Linked DNA regions of Ovis aries: region 2 is linked to region 1. A link is a contact called in public Hi-C data. All regions are on one chromosome and are shown on one strand. Each heading gives the region's core, a stretch centred on a gene start, on an enhancer-like site or on the middle of the called end of the contact. The rest is flanking DNA. Distances are from core to core; before and after follow the strand shown.

Region 1 (3,300 bases), core at 295-2,794:
CTCAATGGACATGAGTTTGAGCAAACTCCAGGAAGCTGTGAAGGGCAGGGAAGCCTGGCATGCTGCAGTCCATGGGGTGGCAAAGAGTTGGACAAGACTTGGCGACTGAACAATATCACAAAAGAGGATTTGAGACTTGGCCAAGGTGAGGGAGCAAAGTGTCTACCAGGGTGGGGGCTCCAGCTCTCTCTTGCTCTGCTCTTTAATGTCCCCTTCAATGCAGGGAAAGCCTAACAGTGACAGATGACCACATTCTCAAGCTTTTTTAAGAATTCATGGGAAAAAATAATTACATATACTTGCAGAAGAGAGGGAGGTTATTCTCTCTAACTAATCCAGCCCTCAGGAGGAACATTCGTCTCAGACAATACTTGCTGGGAACATTCTGAGCCACCTGAGAACCCAAGCCAGTTCTTTATTCTGAAGGACTGCTGGAACCTTAGAGCTGGGTCGCTTTGTCCCCTTGACCTTTTGCTTCTGGGAGGTCTGTGACCTTAGATTTCCTTTCTTGAGATCAGGAATTCACACGCTGAGACATACTGTCGGAGCTGCTGGAGGCTAAAGGAGTGAGGGAGGAAGCCAAGGGTGTGGAAAAGTTTCAGCATTGGTCCCTCAAGTGAACATCTGCATTTGGGTTCTTTGGAAAGAGGGAGGAATCATGAAATTGCTAATTCTTAAATTTCGTGGGGTCACTGGCCTGTTTGAGAGTTTGAGACTGTCTCCTCAGAAAAATGCATGTACACACCAAAATCTACAAACATCTTAGAAAGTTCATGCACCCACTTAATTAAACTGTGTTACCATTTGACTTGGAGTCCCCAGTGATTGCCATGGCTTCAAAAAGTTTTATGAGAGAGCATTATCAGGCTTGAAGAAGTCCTCCGGGATCCCAAGCTCATTAAGCGCCAGGCTTCATAGAGGCCAGTTGTAGCCTGATGTCACAGCTTGTAGGCTCCATTTTCCCTCTTTTTTTTTTTTTTTTTTTTTCCTTTTTTGGATTTCTTTGTTTCTGGGAATATGAGGAACTCCTTCTCTAGAACGACACCCCAGGGATAAAGTCAGCCACATCCACCAGGCTGAGAAAATACCCGAAGGTTCAGCCAGGAGCACAAATTACCCTGATTGGAAGATAGGGAAATGAAAATGCATGAGAAATGAAAATGCATGAGGCTCAACTGCACAACTTTCAAATGAGAAAATAAAATTCCTGATTTGAAGTCTCCTTGGGGAGGTTCTTCTTTGCTCTGTGATGGGAACAAAAGGTTATTGCCTTGGTGGATGGCGGATGTTTTCTCATTAGCATGTGGGCGGCTTGATGAGAGGCTTCCTGAGGCCTCTTGGCTCAAGTGCAGGGACTGAAGTGTGAGTGGAGGGTGGAGTGAAGCGAGGAGGGGCCACACAGTCAGAGACTGGATTGTTACAACCTGTGCTGTCCGCTGGGGCTGCCATCTATGACACTTTGAGCTCTTCCTGCTTTGCCCAGGGCTGCATTTCCTGGGGCAGCTGGTGTTCATAGCTTTGGAAGCTCTGCGCATTCAGTCAGTAGTTCTCAGCCCTGGCTGTACATTAGGCCCCCCCCCCCCCCCCCCCCGCGCGAGAACATTAAAATCAGCACTGCCCAGACACTGCTCTTTGACTAGTCTGGAATGGATTCCAAGATTCCTGGAAATAAACACTCCCTGGGTGATTCCAGTGTCCACCTAGGGTAGAGAATCATCACTCTCAGTGTTGTTGAAACTATCGTAGGTTTTCTGAGGAGTTGTAGAGAATTTAGAAACTTAATAATCAGAGAAAAGCTAAAAGGACTGTTCCTTTAACAAACATGACTGCCTTAGAGAGAGAAAAATCATGTTGCCCAAGAAGGTTGACCAGGAAAACGGGCTGTGGGTACGTTTGTCCTCCTTTCAGTCCTTAAATAACAGATTCTGATCAGCTTTGGTAACAAAACTGAAGTTCTGTTAAACACTTAATGAGAGTTTCCAGAGAGAATTAATCAAGAATGAGTTTAATACTATTCCAATTAGGCATGGGTTAAATAATGCAAACCAAACAGAGATCAAGTAGCCTGTGGGAGTCCCTCTGGTCAGGGAGGGAGTGGCTGTGCTCTAAGGTGGGGAAGGGTGGCTGTGCACGTTACTTGGCAATAAAATCTGGTGAGTTTGCACTTCCTTACAGTTTAATATTATTCCAGTGAGGGTAAATGTCACTTTTCTTCCAACTAGATTATTCTTGTTTTTAGGAAGCAGGCAGAAAGTTAAGGGTGACCCCTGGAGACTGGTCAGTCATATATCAGAGCAATCAGTAAGTTGAAGGTTTTAATTCTGGTTCCCACAGAAGCATGCTCTAAAACAAGGATTATATTAAAGGGTAAGTAGTTCATTTGGAAGGTGATGCTAGGAACCATTGGAAAGACAATGGAGAAGGTAGAAGGGAAGAAAAGAAAGGGTATAGAGGATCTGTTATCAAGCAATTACCACTGAGGGCAACTGGGTTGCCATGCAACCATGCAGACGTGCCTCGGTCACCCTGACTGAGATGCAAGGAAGCTGGGCTGGTTATCCACCAAGTTCGCATCCACCATAGACTGAGGGCTACTTCTAGGATATTAACCCTCCTCTTCTGGCTATCAGGCCTAATGTGCTCCACTGGCCAGATAAAAGCTCTCAGAGACAGAGAGGCAGGTATGGGGAATAAGCAGCCTTCGGCGTACAGAGTTCATATGAGCAAGGCACTAACCGTGTCTGCTGCAGTGGATGAATACTGAGAGTAAAGTAGCCATCCACCCATCCATCCATCCACCCATCCACCCATCCCATAGAATCATGAGCAAGTGATGTGTGTGCTCAGTCGCTAAGTCCTATCTGACTCTGCGACCACATGGACTATAGTCCTCCAGGCTTCTCTGTCCATGGGATTTTCCAGGCAAGAATACTAGAATACAAGAGTGGGGTGCCATTTCCTCCTCCAAGGGATCTTCCCCACTCAGTGATTAAAGCTGCATCTCCTTCATCTCCTGCATTGGCAGGTGGATTCTTTACCACTGAGCCATCTGGGAAGCCCTCAATCAAGTGGCAGACATATACAGTTCAGATTAAGGGCTGCTTACATAGACGCTTACAGAGTTCTGTACAGGGACTTTGCAGAGAAGAACCAGGAGGGTTCACCTGTCCACCATATTTCTCTTTATCTGCCGGCTAGTCTCCTAGCCCACTTGATCACTAAATTTAGGAAGTATTGTTTACTCTGATTCTCCAAAAAAAAATCTGTGGTGCTTAAAACTTCCTTCCACCCCCCATTCCC
Region 2 (3,300 bases), core at 472-2,971, 170 kb before region 1:
ACTCTGAGAAAACATTTTCTCTTTGTTAGTTACAAAGAAAACGCCATAAACTGAAACCAGAACTGGAGAAACTGAACCTTCTCCACAATTCAAAAATTTAAATTCACACTACTATGAAAAGTAAATAACAACAAAAACACTCTAATCTTTCTGCTCAATTAAGGTAACACATACACAATGTAGAAAAAGACAAAGCCAGTTCTTAAACAAAAGATCAGCTGCTGTGAAAAAATAACATTCTGCAGACTAAGAGAAGTACACCGTCTTTGAACCAAAACAAATAGATGACCTTTTCGTATATTTAAAGCTTCAGTTCTTGGCACAACCAGCACCTTATGGATAAAGCGCTCACTCAATTATCTGATGACTAAACGATGGGAAAGCTGTTGGTGCTATTAAAACCAAGACACATTTCCTTGTGTGCAGTGATTAAAATCTGTGAAGCCTACGTTAAAAAGTCTGTCCTCCCACCCCCATCCCCCATCCCTGCTAGTCTGCCTTGTAAGAAACCTACATGTACAAAAACCAAAACTAGATGGGTGAGTTTATGATCACAGTATTTTCCCCACTCCGGGCATTTTTCAAGAGACTTTTGAGGTTTTAAAATTCAAACACTATGTAAGAAGAGTTATGGTTTGAACTACCTAACAAGTACCCCGACCTCTTTTAGACTTTAGTTAGCCTATACGTAAAAGGAACATCTTTAACTTTTCCACGGGGCACTGGAGAACGAGTTCTTACTCATAAATGCTTTCAGGTCTTCAGACACCAGGTGCGGTGGAGGAGCAAGCTCTTCTGAACCTCAGTTTACCCACTTACAGAAACGGGCTTATTAACTTGTTTCGTCGGGGCCCCGGAGGTGTAATTAATTAATGTTTTTAAGTGCTCTGTGATCCAGAGATGAAAGGAAACGCGAGGGACACGCAGAGATGATGACAATAATCATAATAAAAAGAATGACTAACTTGGAAGTCTGTGTTATGTAAGGAAAGGAAAAAGAAGTTATCAGTTTCGCACAAACAAAAGAAAAGCCCACCACCCCTTTTGTTTCCCTTTGGTTTCGGTCTCGCTCCCAGCCCCCGCGGAGCTCCCCTCCGGCAGCTGGCGACCCTACCCCGGGCGCGGGGCTCGGACTTGGCCACCCTCGCGCCCGCTCCCAGGCAGAGGGGGAGGGCGCGCCGGGCAGGCTCCTGACAAAGGCGCTTCCTCCTGCGAGGGCGCGGGATGCCGGCGCCGCAAACTCCGCTCCCGGCCGCCTCCGGCGCGGGGGCGCGCAGGCGGGCGGGGAGAGCCGGCCGGCCGGCCGCCCCGGTAAGCCGCTGAGGAAGTTGCGCGCCTGCCTGGCCCGCACCCCTCGGCGGCCCCGCCGCGACCCCTCCTGCGGCCACACTCACCGGACAATTGCTGGTGGCCGGAATTCCCAGCACGGCCCCGAGACACGGAGCGAGGGGGGAGAAGTGTGCGTGCGCGGGCAGCGCGAGCAGACAGCCCGGCGTTCCGCCGCCGCCTTGTTCGCCAGCCGGCCGAGCCCAACGAGGGGAAGTTGGCCGCGGAGCCGAACGCTGGAGAAGCCGCGGGCGGAGGAAGAGCCGCGGGATCCGCCTTGTGATGCGCTCCAGGAGGGCTCGAGGCAAATCCGAACGCGCGGCGAGGCTGCTGCTGCTGCTGGAGGCGGCGGCGGCGGCGGCGCCCCCCGACGGTTCCACCGCCTCTGGGTCTCTGACCCACGCTCGGAGGGAGGGGAGGGGACTAGCGGGGGGGCGGGACTGGAGGGAGGGGACAGGGCAGGGCCACAGAGGGAGGCGGTGCGGCGGCGCCGAGCGGTCTCTTGGGAGTTGTAGTTCTCCTCAAGAAAAAAGCTGTACATTGTTGTTGAGGACGCGTCTGCGTTCGCTCTGCAGTGCGCATGCTCGGGAGGGAGGCTCGGCCCTACTGTTACTATGGTCACCGACACACTAAGGAAGGGAACGTGTTAAGCGAGGCTGCTGACTGAACAAGGCCCTCCTTGTGTTATGGTACTGTTAAGGATCCCACTTTTGGCTAGTCCTTTAACTTCGCTCCACCCCCAGCTTCTAGACTCATCACGCCAACTGCCCAGTGAAATCTGACTTCCTCACCATATCTCGGTCTTCCCTGCTGCTTAATTTTATCCCATAAATTCAGGATCACAAATACCCATTTCCCTCCCTTCCCGCAAATGTATCCTCTCTGCCTTAAATTTAAGGTTCTTTGTTTGTTTGTTGTTTAACCTAAGACTTGTAGAAAGGTGTTAGTTGTTCAGTCATGTCGGATTCTTTGTGACCCCAAGGACTGTAGCCCCCTTCAGGCTCCTTGGGATTCTCCAGGCAAGAATACTGGATTGGGTAGCCTGTCCCTTCTCCAGGGGATCTTCCTGACCCGGAGGTGGAACCCAAGGCTTCTGCATTGCAGATTCTTTACCATCTGAGCCACCAGTTGCTTCCGATATCTTAATTAATTACGTTATAAAAGGGTTAGGAGCATCACCACTGTCAGATTCCCATCATTTCTTCACGCAGTCACATCCAACTTTAAGGCCAGCAAAGGTAAAGCTCAAGGTTAAGATCACTGTATCTTACTTCATCCATGTTAAAAAATTTCTTAAATTTTAAGGCCTACGATTTTCAAGAAATACAAATTTTATAAAGTAGAAGTTCAAAAGATAAGTGGAAAGTTGAAAATTGTTTGCTGTACGTACATTGACCAACTTTCAGTTGGCAATAAGAGAAGTCTGAACCAAGGTCTGAGTATGCTTTGGGGCTGGTCAGCTAAGTCTACGCCCATGTGGGACAGCCAGGTGTGAAGAGATGGTGGACGAGGGTGGTGCAAGGCAGGACATGTTACTGGATTCCAGAGAACTAAAGGCAACCTATCCCAAGATCTTTTGTTTTCCTTCTCTGCCTACCTAGAACCCCATACTCTGGAAGAAAAGGACTAGCGTTTAGAAATCAGAAACACAGGAAAAGCTGCGGTTTTCAGGTAGAGAGTTTCAAGGTCAAGGATCCTTGTGTTTGCAGACCCCATGATTAATATTCAAAAAACAGTTATTGAGTATAGTATGTCTCAGGTACTTCTTCAGTTCCCAGAAATAGAGATACAGGAGCATAAAAGAAATATTTATTATTTTCAAAGTGCTTATTGTGCAGAGGAAGAGCCAGGTAAATAAACAAACTGCAATAAATACCTTAGTAGAAAAGTTTACCAGATGGTTTGGTACACACCTACCCCAGACTCAGATAGGGTCAGGAAATGATTCAAAGATCATTTAAACTTGAGTATGAC

Evidence for each region. A called contact is a pair of places that touch in the nucleus more often than the background predicts.
Region 2: a Hi-C map of tail adipose tissue shows a contact between it and region 1, with 2.5 times the contacts expected there. The contact joins the promoter of PELI1 here to the enhancer-like site in region 1. A contact is called at or near these places in 4 of 16 Hi-C or Micro-C datasets (hypothalamus, muscle, omental adipose tissue and 1 more).

What each region holds. Positions count from the first base shown.
Region 1 is chr3:43,978,450-43,981,749 of ARS-UI_Ramb_v3.0, reverse strand. LOC121819030 (a long non-coding RNA gene) reads left to right here. Exons shown (of 4, transcript XR_009599813.1): 4 at 1-1,220. It overlaps LOC114113914 (a long non-coding RNA gene), which reads right to left. Exons shown (of 4, transcript XR_006059157.2): 4 at 3,266-3,300. Among named protein-coding and RNA genes, the nearest start is that of LGALSL, 120 kb to the right of the region's middle. Within about 2 kb of position 1,544, at least 2 of the 54 cell types and tissues checked have an H3K27ac peak or open chromatin away from gene starts, as enhancers often do.
Region 2 is chr3:44,146,881-44,150,180 of ARS-UI_Ramb_v3.0, reverse strand. It overlaps PELI1 (pellino E3 ubiquitin protein ligase 1), which reads right to left and starts at 1,721. Exons shown (of 9, transcript XM_060412042.1): 1 at 1,395-1,721.